Regions from separate parts of the Mus musculus genome. Here region 1 is linked to region 2. A link is a contact called in public HiChIP or PLAC-seq data. All regions are on one chromosome and are shown on one strand. The core of a region is the stretch at or near the end of the contact, and the rest is flanking DNA. Distances in the headings are between cores, read along the strand shown.

What was found. HiChIP or PLAC-seq counts read pairs in DNA pulled down with a chosen protein or histone mark.
Region 1: an H3K27ac HiChIP or PLAC-seq map of heart atrium shows a contact between it and region 2, with 6 read pairs. The contact joins two enhancer-like sites. A contact is called at or near these places in 1 of 484 Hi-C or Micro-C datasets (nephron progenitors), 2 of 115 datasets of contacts at active chromatin or transcription factors (PVALB interneurons and heart atrium) and 2 of 9 other capture datasets (adipose tissue and pancreatic islet).

Annotation. Positions count from the first base shown.
Region 1 is chr9:29,101,031-29,108,196 of GRCm38.p6, forward strand. The region is part of intron 3 of Ntm (neurotrimin); the gene reads right to left. Among named protein-coding and RNA genes, the nearest start is that of Gm15520, 69 kb to the left of the region's middle. Within about 2 kb of position 3,096, at least 18 of the 459 cell types and tissues checked have an H3K27ac peak or open chromatin away from gene starts, as enhancers often do. A contact at or near this core is called in heart atrium, where this site is marked.
Region 2 is chr9:29,021,626-29,028,601 of GRCm38.p6, forward strand. All of the region lies in intron 3 of Ntm (neurotrimin), which reads right to left. Among named protein-coding and RNA genes, the nearest start is that of Gm15520, 10 kb to the right of the region's middle. Within about 2 kb of position 4,221, at least 11 of the 459 cell types and tissues checked have an H3K27ac peak or open chromatin away from gene starts, as enhancers often do. A contact at or near this core is called in heart atrium, where this site is marked.

The DNA.
Region 1 (7,166 bases), core at 1,846-4,345, 78 kb after region 2:
AGTAATCTATAAATGTCTCCTCCATTTTTTTCTTCCTCACCTTGTTTCATCTGCCGATGCTTAAACCACTTGACTAGTGGATTTCTGGACCACTTTTCCCCTACAATGTGAGGTTGTGCTATGGTTTGATGTTCATCATAGTATATGACTCTCTCTATGTATCAGAACCAATAATGTATAAGCCATAGTGCCTGGAACAGGTTACCTCTTTTAAGGTGATACATCACTTTCTTCTCTGACCACAATTGACCAGTGTAATATCTGTTTCAGTAGGATTTTTCCTGGTCCTTCTGGTAGCCAATTAAGGTTCAGTGGGAATTTTCACTAAGGATCTGTATTAACTAGAAAGGGGTGAAGACTGAGGAAGACACTGATTAACTACTTCTATGCCAAGGGCATAGCAGCTAGCCATAGAGCTCTTATGTTAACATAAGTTGTGAAGGTGACAGGTGCTTTACGTTGGTGAAACTGTCCTAACTATGTTAGTGGTAGATTACTCTCTATGTTTCCCACAGGAATAGTCTAAGGATTTATGCTTTTGGTACAGATCATGGGAGGGTAGCAGACCTTTACTTAGACATTTCTTGGGTTGATTTGTAAATTCTGACAAGATTATCATTCAAAATTTATATAAACATGGCTGAGAGATACAGCTCAGAGGTAGAACTTTAGCATGCATGAGGTCCTAGGTTCAAAACCTGATAATAAGGAAAAAGGCCCAGTACACATGGAGTAGAGTATATATGTGGTAGTTTGAACAGAAATACTCATAATAAAATCATGTGTTTGAATGCTTGGCCTATAGGGAGTGGCATAATTAAGGTGTGGCCTTGTTGGAGTAGGTGTGGCCTTGAAGGAGGAAATGCACCACTATGAGGACACCTTGGTGTCTCATATGCTCAAGCTATGCCTAGTGTAGCTCACAGTTACTTGTGCTGCCTGTGGATCAAGATGTAGAAGTCTCAGCTCCTTCTCCAACACTATGTTTGCCTGCACACTGCCATGAGGATACTGGACTAAGCCTCTGAAGCTGAAAGCTAGCACCAATGAAATATTTGCCTTTCTAAGAGTTGCCATGGCCATAGTGTCTCTCCACAACAATAGAAACCTTAACTACAACAATGCATTTTCAATATTTGAGCCTATGAGATAACTTATATGTAAGCAGAACTTGACATCAAACTTGACAACCTGATTTGAGAACCAAGATTCACTTGGTCAAAGAAGAGAACTGTCTTTCCCAAGTTGCCCACAGAGCTTGAGGCTCTGTGTGTGTTGAGTTATACACACACACACACACACACACACACACACACACACACACACACACATACACACACACACACACACACACACACACACACACGTAATACTAAAAGGATTTAAATGATGTAAAGAAATGAAGCTCTGGTGTCTTACTCTTTACCTTCTAAGATTTGATTTGAGTTTAAATTATATCCAAAGGGCTTATTTTTATTTTTGTTTTGGTGTGAGACACAGTTTCACTTCATAACTAGATCTAGCTAGCTTGGAACTTATTATGTCAACCAGGAGTGCCTCAGTATTGTGGTGGTCTTCCTGCTTCTGCATCCTATGTTTCTTGGATTGAACACATGTACAACCATACCAGACAGAAACTCTCGGTGGATGCAAAGAAATATGAGGGCTGATAGGACCATCTCCCCAGCATTATCTACTCTCTCCTGCCACTATCCCTTGCAGTGCTCCTGCAGCAGCCCTTGAAGATGAAGCAAAATGGCTTCAGTAAGGACTGTTCTTAGATCCTGGATCTCTTAGGTAACTTGAGAATATCAGATCTCTGTGGGTGACTAGAAAAAAAAGCCATTGTCCCTGATTGGAAATGTGTGAAAGTGCTCTTGGATCCCAGAGAAATGAGTGACTTGCTGTGGCTAAGGAATATCATCAGAGGCTTACAACTTGGTATCTTGGTCTTGAAGCAAGAATACAATTCTTGAGTAAAAGAGTGATCTAAGTAGAGAAGAGGGCATGGGTCACAGTGAGGTCTTCCTGCATGTGTTGGCTTGTCTGAGCTGTTGCTTTGACAATGCTGTATATGGTATTGGAGAGTAGTGAGGTCATGAAAAGTCTAGGTACCATTGCAAGAAGCAGGAATTAATGCAAGAAAGAAGTGAGGCTTCAGATTTCGTGACCACTGCCCAGCATGACCCAGCCACTAACAAGGAAGTGACAACTTCTCTCCAGCTGGATATGTTTTCAATGCCCAACTCTCTCAGACCTCTCATCCAAACTTTCATAGAAATGAATTCCATCTGATACATCCAAATCCCCAGAAAATGGAAGATACACCATACAGCTCTGAAGAGCCTAGTGCAAAAGAATGCACAAAGTACTGTGTACTCCATCCTTGCCATCAGGAAGCATTTACATTGAATAGATGCCCAGGGAACCCCCATGTCCACTTTTGGGACAAAGACACAGATAAAGCCAGGTTCTTCTAATGGCTTATCTAGATTCTGATATTTCAGTAGAAGACAGGCAGGTGGCAAACAACTCTCAGCAGATTTCCCAGGCAGGGAGCTGCCCAGACAAGAAGCAAAAAGAGTAAATACCAGTTCTCTCTCCTCTCCCAAGTCTTTCTTTCTCATACACTTTATAGCTTTATGGTACAGCCATGACTAGAGAGCTAAACAATACCCCTTTGGTCAGTGCAGAAAAGATGTCCAGCCTTCTCTGATTAATAACAAGGTGATTCAATCAAGCAGAGTTTCTAAAAGTAACCCAAAAGCATGGAACACCTTACAGAGTCTCTCTGTCTCTGTGTCTCTGTCTGTCTCTATATCTCTGTATCTCTGTGTCTCTGTCTCTGTCTCTGTCTCTGTCTCTCTCTCTCTCTCTCTCTGTCTCTCTCTCTGTCTCTCTCTCTCTCTCTCTCTCTCTCTCTCTCTCTCATTTTGGGGCAGTGCCATGTCCAGGTAAGGTGACACCTTTAGCTCCCTCAGCTTCTCTCTGCCAGGAACTTTTTCGTTTGCTGTCCTAATGATCCCCATGCCACACAGGGCCTGATGCTGGTGCTGACAGGCTGCTCATTAGTGCCAGGGTGCTGCAGTCAGCCGATGGCATGCCAGAGCTCCACTCCTGACACTTTTTCACAGAGCTGTCACAGAGTCATAGAGCCTGCCAGCTCTGGTTGAACTCAAGCTGTGATACCTCCAGTGCCAATTAATGCGTCAGTGTCCTGCTTGGCTGGGAGGACGCTTTGTCAGTGCTGACAAATGGGAAACCAGGCAAGCCAGTGGTCGACAGGGTAGCGGGTGTGTGGTTCAGGACACTCACAAGGAAAGAGCCCATGTAAAGGGTCACTTTGCTCTCAGCAGCTTGTTGACTATTCAAGTGTTCAGAAATAAGGACTACCAATCTTCCACTAGGCTTCCTCAAGCATGGTTGAGGAAGACGTGACAACAGGAAAAGGCTGTTGACATGAACGCAGAAGTTCTGTGGACATGGATGCAAATACCCAGCCTGTGTTGCATTAAGAGGCTTTGTTTTGAAAGTCAATAGACACACTTTTCCTGTCATTCTACCCTAATACATGTATGTAACTCTGAGACGAATGTGCAGTTTCCTGCCTACGTTCTATTTACCCACCAAGCATAAGGAGCTAGGGAAGAGAAGAGGCAGGGTGGATGCATGCATTTAAAATGAGGATTTTCTTTTGTCCAATTAACTGCCTTTTGCTTTACTCAAAGCAGAGGATGGGAGCATTTTCACATATATTCTACTGTCCTCTTGTCTACTTTAGAATACAGTGCTTAGGAGCCACACACGAGGCAGTTAACTACAGTAAATGGTAGAAGGCTTAAGCTGTCCTGGAAGAGCAAGATGAAGAACATATTCTAGAAACACACATCTCAGCAGTTGATGGCACCAAGACCCAGAGTGTATCAAACGGCCCGATATCAAAGCAAGTGTGAGTCTTCTTCTGCGAAAATGAACTTGAAGATGGACTCCACCTTTCAGCCTCCCACTATGCCAGGTTCCCTTGAAGTGACTTCAGGAAGGTCTGGGAGGGCCTACAAAGGCCCACTGCAAAGTGTCCTGGAGTCTGGCTAAGGGTTCCACTGGGGAAAACATGCCAGATCCCTCTCTAAATATCATAGTGGAGGAGAACTTCCAGGAGTAAGACTGGAGCATTGCACTGGGAGAAGTGATATGCCACTTAGGAGCTGTACCAATGAACAGTGCTGTATACCACACCAACAGTATACTCTACATGGTGTTTATGCCCTAGGGAATATGCACAAGGTCAAGAAAGCAAAAGAAGCAGACTGTGTCCCCAAAGAATTTCTGAAACAGAGATGTTCCAATTGAACCAGGTCTGGAACGTATCAGCTCTGTGGACTTTCTCAGTGCATCTTGCTTTGCCTTGGCATACGGTACTATTTGGGTTTTTTAGAAGAGGATGTAATGGGTCAAGAATTTTAATAGGAAAAAAAACAGGTACTGAATATCACTGCACATGGAGGACTCTATCAGGCGCTCAGTGGCTCTTGGTTCCAAAGTTGTGAAAAGACCATAGATTCTTGACTGGACTCAAACCTTTTCCTGAGCTTCAAGTAGGTCACCAGGCATGTAACAAGGTAAGAATTCCAACTGTCTCTCTAAAGCTTGGGCCCCTCAATGAATCTGGTATCAGGGATATAGGAACACTTTCCTGTGAAGTGAAGCAGCCTACTGTAGTGGTTTTCAGGATATATTAAAAGGGAAAATATTTCTGCATACTCAGAGAAAACTGAGAATAAGACCGCGTTAAAGTGTGTCTACATAACGAGAAAGATGAAGCCCAGAGTCCTGAGCAGGAAGCAGCCTAGCTTCTCTGACTGCACCTGTACACATACTGACCCTTAGTAGGGAGTTTGGCTTGGGCTTTCATGGGGTAAGCCACAGCTCTTTCTTATGAGGACATGAAATGAGAACTTTCCTTCCTGAAAAGGCCAGGGTCCAAGGTAGTGTACACAATAAGTTTATATCCAGAACAAATGTGCAGAAAACCACAATTATATGGAAAACTGATCACTTTTCTCTTGAATTCTAAGAGTAGGAAGCCATGAGGAGGAAATAGAAAAGGCATCACACTATAAATAACACCAGAGAAATGACTTTGCTCAAAGGGAGGCCCTATCTTCCTCTCCATCCTTCTTCCAGACATCTGGCACTTCCGTTGCCTACTGAATGGCTTGGACAGGCCTCTTAACCCTTTTATCCAGCAGACATCCACTCCTATATCAATATACCAGAGCCTTCCTGAAAGAACAGCCCACATTTATATATCACCTTTTCACAAAGAAGGTGGTCATGACTGGAGGAAGTACTCATTCTGAAGATGAGACCTTATGTGACTGTTGTGAGCTGCACCTGATGGCTTTCAATAGACAAAACCAAGCTTTTTTCAGAACTGTACAAAACCAGCAAATAAACTGAGAGGGAGAAGGTGCAATGAAGTCATCAGATTGCCCCAAGTGCCTGGGTCAGCTATTCTTTGGGGGAAATTTCACATCTATGTAAGAATGATTTGACTAAGATATGATCTGTCTTCAGGAGTGAGACAAAGATGACAACGGCTCACTGCCTCTAGAGATTCAGCAAAGGTGCACATGATTCTCTCAGGAGCCCCAAGCCTGCCCTAGCTTATTTAAAATAAGCGCTTTCTTGGAAACATTTAGTGGCTACAGATGAAGGCCTGACTGCTAAGGGTCTCTAGCTTCAGTTCAGATTTGGCAGCAGCTCAATGACATCTCTGATCTCCAAAGAATCATCACCAGGAACACTGTTCCCCAGTGTGTCTCGAGGTGATTAGCTCTAGCTTGGCACATCTCATCAGTCTGAAAGTGGGACAGCTAATCTAGGCCCCAGATCTGGACAAAGCTGTTCATCTAAATTACTCTAATCTGCAGGTAGATTCTGATCAGCCTGCTCTTCTCCCCTTGATCCATCTTCTGTTTCCATAGCAGCTAAAACCTCAGGAAAGTGGCAGCATCTGGTCCAGGCTCAGATGAAAATCTCCTAGGGAAGTGAATTAACTTGATGGTCACAAAAGGAGGAACAAAGGACCTCAGAACACAGCAGAACGAGCATCCAATGAAAGAGAAGGCGTAATGGAGTGTTTGGGAGAAGAGGGGAGGAAAGCGTAACATGAAGTTAAAACAGATATTTAAGAGATTGTGAGAAAAATGAAAGACCCAAGAAGTGTACAGGAGCCTTTGGCATAATAGAATTGGGCAGAAGCAGGTATCTGGAGGAAAAAAGGCTAGAAAACATCAGTCCAAGGACAAAGATCTCACTGGCCAGAGATGGAACTGAGAAAGGGCATCAAACAAGAGACAGGGTCCCTTGGCATGAGCAAAGGATGTCTACCCCAGGTGATAAATGTTCCTTCAGTCTCAAAAGGCAGACTGGCCCAGCATCTGATAACACAAGGGATGCAGTGACATTAAGATGTGATGAATGGGGTGTGTGGACTTGTAAAAGCCTGTACATTTAGGTAGTTCTGCCCTTACAAGTGTCCCAGGTCCATTCTCCATCATTAATGATCTCATACACAGCTGAAACTTGAGCCACTTTTCACAGGTCATTTCAAAAGGAGAGACTGGCCAAATGTAAGAAGTTAATTAGTTAATTCATTCATTCTCTCTCTCTCTCTCTCTCTCTCTCTCTCTCTCTCTCTCTCTCTCTCTCTCTCTCTCTCTCAACCTGATTTCTTCACAGCAGCAGCAATCATGACCCCAACAGCTCCCCAGAGCTCAGTACAAGTACAACTGAACATGTCATTGTACAATGTTACTGCCAGAGAGGAAATCCAACATTTGAAGCTGTTATAGCCCAACACTGCTTTTTAAAAATGTGGCTTTGGAGGTACTACCACCTTTAAGAATGGCAGGCTTAGGTACCAGTGAAGAACATGCTGGAAACAGGCAATCTATAGTTATTGGACCCTTCTTGGAATGCACTTGTGAAATGAGATAGTCTGCCAGGTCCAGTAGGCTATGGCCCTTTTGGGGATAGTCTAAATCCAACAATGAGCTATGGTGTTAATGTAAAGATTCACTTCCACCATCTTAATCAAAGACAAAGTAGAAGGGCCATTGCTCTTCAGAAGTCCTACACAGCCATTAGAACCTTTCTGAGGA
Region 2 (6,976 bases), core at 2,971-5,470:
AATAAACTCTACAAAGGATTCATCATATATCCCTTAATTAGCATCTCTACTCTTTCCACTTAAAATAGGATTTGATTTACAAGAAATACAATTTCTCGGGATCACTTCTTCTTAAAAACAAATCAAGTATTGTTGCATATCCCAGGTAAGTCTGCTTGAGGGCTTGAAAAACATTCTGAATTCACAGCTAAGAAGAAAATGTTAAAGATACATTTACACATATACACACATTCTTCTCTCTCTCTCTCTCTCTCTCTCTCTCTCTCTCTCACGCTCGCACACACACACACACACACACACACACACACACACACACACACACGCTCAATTTTCCTCTAGATCTTGATCAGGGGGCTGACACAAAAGAGAATCTGATAATCTCTGCCAGAGTGGGCAAATTTAAAAGCTGTCTTTCATAGAAACTGTTCTGGAAGATTTCAAACTGATTTTATCCCACGACAAACTGAGGAGTAAGCCTGAAAAGACTGGATGAGAAAATTACTTTTGCTATCAAATACAGGGACAATCCTTAGAAAGTGACATATGCTGAACTGTTCTAAATGGCTGGCTTCCATCTTTAGGGGGACACTTCCTTAAACAGGTTACTGCTGGTTACCAGCCAGCTCATGTCACACAGTGCATGTGTGGAAACATCTCCATGGCATTACCTATGTGCCCTCACCCAATTTCTAGCTAACATGGATACTTCTTGTTCCTGGGAAAGTCATTTTAACAGTTCTTGGTAATTCCCTTTCTGTTGGATGCAAAGGTATTAATTATGTTTGAGTTCTTCAGGGTTTCATCTATGTATGGGATGTACACAGGATGATATTTCCCAAATAGTTTCATTGTTCAGTAGAACTTCTGCTTGTGAAGGCAAACAAAACTCATAAAATTAATCTGTTAACCTGATCCCATCATAAAGCAATATAAATTCAATGCAAAATGTGAATTGATTCCAAACATATATTGCATGTGTAAATATAGATATGCATACATATCTGAGTAAAATGCCAAGGATAGGTTCTCCGTATGCTAAAATTCATTAGATATTTGGAAGTGAATGCACATATATTTCAATGTTTATGAATATGCATATGCAAAGTGCCATATTTTAAGGTATAAAGAGTAAAAAAGTAATTTCTTTGGTCATTCAGATTGGGGAATTTGAGAGAATGAATTAACTCTCTATAAAAGAGAAGCTACAACCTAAAATGTTTGTGAGAAGGAGCCCTTTGTATTCTTCCCTGGAGTCAGGGTCTGTTTATTTCTTAGCAAAAGCCAGTCTCTAATGATAGGGGTGATTGTTTTCAGGACAGGTGAGACTTCTGAGTCTACTGGGTTCTATTAGCTAGGTGCCCTTCCCATGTTCCCCGCTTGGGGACCTGCCAGCTGAGTTCAGCATGCAGGCCTTCCATTCTGGGTGATGCTATCAAAATCAAAGAACACAGCTGGATGTTTGGAGTTCTCAGCTTGATGTCTGGAACCTGAATATTTGCAGGAGTGCAGCTGATGGCTGCTAAAAAAATAAATAAAATATAAATAAATAAATCAGCTTTTGATTTGTAAAACTCAGCCAATTTGATCTGAAAGACATTGATGGGGGGCGATAAATATAGAAGCCGGCAGTGGCATGTCATCTCAGGCTTTAGGCATTTGCTTTGCTTCTTTCTGACTCTCTTGAGACAGGAGTCAGTGTAGAGTGTTGCAACAGAAGAAAGACTGAATCGTTTTGGCACTGCATGCCCAGAATTATTTAAGGGAAGTCCACTTATTTGAGAGGTTGCTAAAGGGTTAGGATCTTGCTGATCTGGAGTGGGCATGCTCAGGAAGAGGCCCGCTTCTAGCAGTCTCACTGACTTCCACCTCACAGAAGTCTTAGACGCATGAAGGTTGGTACGTGAGCATCTGGGATATAGCTATCAGGAAAACTCATTGAGCAGTGTTTCCTATTTGGAGGATTATGGAACTCTGGCCCAGGAGCTTGAACCTGAAACAGCTTTGTGTGTGTGTGTGTGTGTGTGTGTGTGTGTGTGTGTGTACATGCTCTCCCTAGGGGCAATTCTACTCTTTACCAAAGGGCAACCTGATAGCAGCTGAAGATGTTAAAATTAATATCTGCACTGTCACTGTTGTGGTCCTTCACATCACAAGTAGTGATGGTATAGAACCAAATCTGCATCAACTCACACTTTCTCAAAGGAAAATAAAGCCCTCTAAATCTAGCTGTCAAAAGCAAGCACATAACGGCAGAGTTAAAGCATCGCAGTACGTGTGCTTCCTTAAACATTTTATGGAGACTGGGAAGTAAAGTAGCTTATCTACAAGCCTTTGAAGAATGCCCATGCACAGCAGACAATTATCCATTTTATTAAAGGGTATAGTCATTGCCTACCAACACCTGGTTTGAAAGATATGGAGTCTGGTAGGTCCTGTATGGAGGTAGTGGGTTGTGGCCGAGGTGGGAGTTAGGGGACACGGCTTTCCCTTTTGAAACAGCATTCTCAGAGGCAGAGCAGACTCTCTCATTTGTCAGTTCACATGCCAAGAAAACTCTTACAAAGGGCGGTTGTTTGGTAAGGCATGGAGTAAAGAAGAGCCTTGGTTTTAACTCTGTAATTGAGATAATTTAAGGGATACATTCAATGGGATTGTAAAAGAAAAGTGAGAAGATTTTATGAAAACTGGAGATGGAAATCCTGTGTCTGTATTTGCAACTGGTCCAGAAAGGATGCATACCGGCCCTGTGCAGAGGGTAGTAACTGGAGAAGTCGCATGGACATACACATAGAATGGCAGGAAGAGGAACATTTGAGCCAAGAAAGAAAGAGACATGATTGAAAACTTTGTCATCCATCATTAAAGATTTCACGTAGGAGAAAAAGGTGTGTGTGTGTGTGTGTGTATGTGTGTGTATGTTTTCAAACAGTTGCCCAAACCTAGCCATCAACACAAATACTTCATACCTAATTGTGTTACCTGGAGCATGTGCAGACCCCTTGCCTATCTGTTTGTGAATTCCTTTCAACTTTGTTATTAATTCCATTATACACTATACATTATACATAGGTAGGATTCTTCAACCACATGGAATCTCTAACAGGAAAAGGGTAGGGAAAACAACAGAAGCGCTTACTTATTTTCCCAGTATGCTTTGCTACTTTTGCTACTTTGTATGAGATCTACCTGTCCCGGTAAACACATCTGGAAACTGGATACAAAGTGACACAGTAAGAGAAGACATGTAGCATTGGTTTCTGCCTATAGCCAGGAGTTTAGGAAGTAGGTAAGCTTGAGAAAATTATCCAATCTTACCACTCTTTGTAGTAAAATGCAGATATTCTTTTACTGTTTATAGACTGGGTATGAGGATTATATGAGAAAATTTGGAGAAAACCCTAGAAGAATAATTGACACCCAGGAGGTCTTCAGGGTTAGAAAGGAAAAAAAAAAGCCACAGAAGTTTGGGGTAGGTACTCAATGGTGACATTTGATAAGACCCCAGCCCTCCTCTGCTTTCATCTTCTCTTGCCAGTTAATTCATACTTTGAATTCACACTGCTCCTCCAATGGAAATTCCTAGCCAAGATCGTGGTTTCCATGTCTGCAGTCCAACTTTGGAGCCTGCTGCACCCCAGGCTCATATCTGCAGGGAAATGCCCATCTGTTGTTCCCAAGACTTGACTGCCTAGACTCCCCACTTCCTCTTCTCATCTCCTTTCACAGCTCTGCCAACTCCCAGTTCTCCTGAGGTGAAGTGGAATCATATTATCTTATGTCTTCTACACCTTCAATCTAATTACCTTGGTGGAGGGGTCCCACCCTCACACTGACACTTCCTGTTGTGCTCTCTGCACCTCTTCATTAATGCTATTATCTTCATTTGGGCCTTCATTATTCTCTCTATCTAACTTCATAGGTAGGTCTGGCTTATTTGTTAATTCTATTATTGCCCAACTTAGGATTGCTTAAATATTGGCAATAGCAATAATCAGTTGCTATTTAAATTCATTCTCTGCTTGACATGACTGACATTATGCTATACAGAAGCTTCTCTTGGGCCCTCGCCTATGTCTCCAGGTTTGTTCCTTAGCATTTTCCTCAAATGCACCAGACACACCAGCCGCATTCTAAAAATACCAGGCAGTACATGGATCTGTGTGTCTGAATCTCCCTCTCTGTGTCTGGAATGTCTTATCTGCTTTGTCCACTTTAAACATCTACGCAGGCTTCACAGCTGTCTGGCACAGTGCTTGTGAGAACCCTGTTTTGACCCTCACACGTCCTCCCTTGTCTCCACTCAGTATATGCCTCTGTTTGTTTTGGTTCAGGGATAACACTGCCTTGTTGTGTACTACTTTTCAAGAGAATGGAATCTTTTATTTATTCTATACCTACAACAGAGTTAAGCACATTGAAGTCACTGAGTGACTGTAAAATCAAGTGAAATCGCTGACTGATTTAGATGGCTGACACAGCCATCATGAACGGTTTAAAACTGTCTTTTCTCATTTCTAAGAAAATGGCTGATATCTACCTCTTAAGATTTTTCTTTGTTTGTTTCTTTCTTTATGTTTGTAGGTGTGGACACATAGAAAAGACTTCTCAAAATACCCTCAGACAAAAATAATTTATTTCACACTTTGTATGGAGAAAAAAAAATCTAGACCTGGGTTTTGCTGTCTTCACAAATGCCCCTCCTTAAAGGTTCTTTGTTCATGTCCCTGTTTCCTCTGGCTATGAGGACACAGTGTGTCCTCATCAGAAGAGTCTATGAGAGCTGTCTTAAATCTGGTTAATTTTTTGTCTCTGAGTGGAATCGGCTTGGTGGTGATTCAGCTTTGTCTATTTGTAATTAGTAGGCAGTGATTGCGAGCAACGTAATTAGGCTCTTTACCTTCCTAGGACAGGCAGAGGGAAAGTGCTGCCATCAACAAGAAATGGGGCTCTGCAAAGGAAGGGGAACCTCTGTGTGGGGACACGGGACACGTGCCACATGGAGAGTAGCTCTGTGCAGGAAGGGGAAGCAGCATTGGAGGAGATGGTTCCAAGAAAGAGCTGATTGCCAGTGAAGGTGCTGAATTCAGCCAAGCAGGGTAATGCCATTCGAGAGCATCAGATTTAGCCCTCACCTCCTGTTCAAGATGTTTAGAGCCTAAGATGTCTTTCCTGGATCTAGGATGGTGCCTGCCACTGACAATGCTGCTCTCCCTATCTGCCGTCTATGGCTCCCTGTAAATCACATGAACATGCAATCCTCAAATCTTCACACCTGGTAACTCTTACTATCTCTTAATCCTAACTAATGAGAGGATGGGGCATTTCACTCAATCAGAATCCAGCGTTATTGCTCTCTGACATGAGAATTTTGGCCACTCTGACTGATGAAAAGTCATTTGTCAATGTTGTTTAACACTCAGCTTCAGGAGACCAATCACTGCATCTAAATTTTGACTGTGACCCTCTGCAGTACAGTGGGATAACAGAATGGAGTCAGTACCTGAAAGCATGGGGAAAAAGGAGGCAGAAAGGAGGGGAGGAGCATTAAGGGGAGATGAGAGTATGAGAGAGGCAGCTGATAAAATTGCATGTTAAGCATGTACAAGGTCTCTGCTAGCCCAAGCCAGACCAAAGCCCATCTCTGAGAGATGTGGGTATGAAGTTCTATCAATAGCTATTGGCAATTCTTAGCTAGTAAGAGAGGAATGGTCAGTTTTTTCTAAGAGCATAGCCTCTTAGAAGTTGGCCATGCTCCAGTGGGAGGCCACACATCCAAGAATATTGGGGTAGCACAAAGTGGCACGTGATGGACTGGAAAACAAGGATACACAGTTGAGTCAGAGCTGAAGAGGGAATGAATCTGGGAGGAGTTCAGGGAAAGAAAGAGAACATAATCCAAGCACCTTGTACAACATTCTCAGAGAGCAAATCAAAAAGTGCAAGTCAATCAAGAAAAGCAAGTGGTTGGTAAAGGCAGGTGTTCAGTTGCTTCGGCAGTACAGAGGCTTGCTTCTGTAACTCCTGTTTGCCGCTGGAAGCTTTACATCAATGCCACCCCCAGGAGAAATCTACCACAGTCATACACTGTCTGACATCCTCTAATGTGTTGAAGACCACAGCACAAGACTGAATCACCATTTTTCTACAAGTGACATATCTTCTAGAATAGGGCCAGCCAACGTCTTTTTTTTTTTTTTTATGTAAAGTACAGAAGAGTAACAATTTTAAGATCTGCAGACCATGTGGCCTCTGTGACAACTATTGAACACCACTGACAGGGCATCAGAGGAGACACAGAAACCACATGGTTGTGGTTGCCTCTTAACAAAGCTTTAATTGTAGACAATGACATTTAAATGTCAGGTCATTTTAACTTGTTATAAGATACAGTGTGTTGCATCCTAAGCCACCACTTGGGATTGGGTCCAAGGCCTCCTGAGGATATCCACATCTACAGAGGTTTAAGGGCCAAATGTAAAATGTATTTGCAGATAGTACTCTAATCACATATACCCTTCTGTAGGATTTAAATTATCTCTAAATTATCTACAAAGTCTCGCATACTACAAACCTACGCAAATATTTTGTCACACTATGTTATTTGGAGGGTAATGATAAGAAAGGGTGTTCTATAAATGTCTCATGCAGATGTAATAACTTTGGATGGTGGATAGCTAAGGAGATGAATACAAAAATCCATGGATATAGAGGAGAAACTCTATTCTCCTTTTTTGATTGATATTCAACAATTCAAAAATGAAAAAAAAAATAGCTATACAAAAGTGCCAGCAGGTTGGAGTTGGCCCATCAGCAGTGGTTCACTGACCTTTACTCTAAGCGTCAGTCGCCTGCTTCCATCAGTTTTATAGTTCATGGCTCAGCTAACCCTCCCTTTGTCTTAAGTCCACACTCTCCCTCTCCTTTCCCAGGACTCCCATTGTACACTCTGGATGCTGGTATACATGGTCATTAGCTC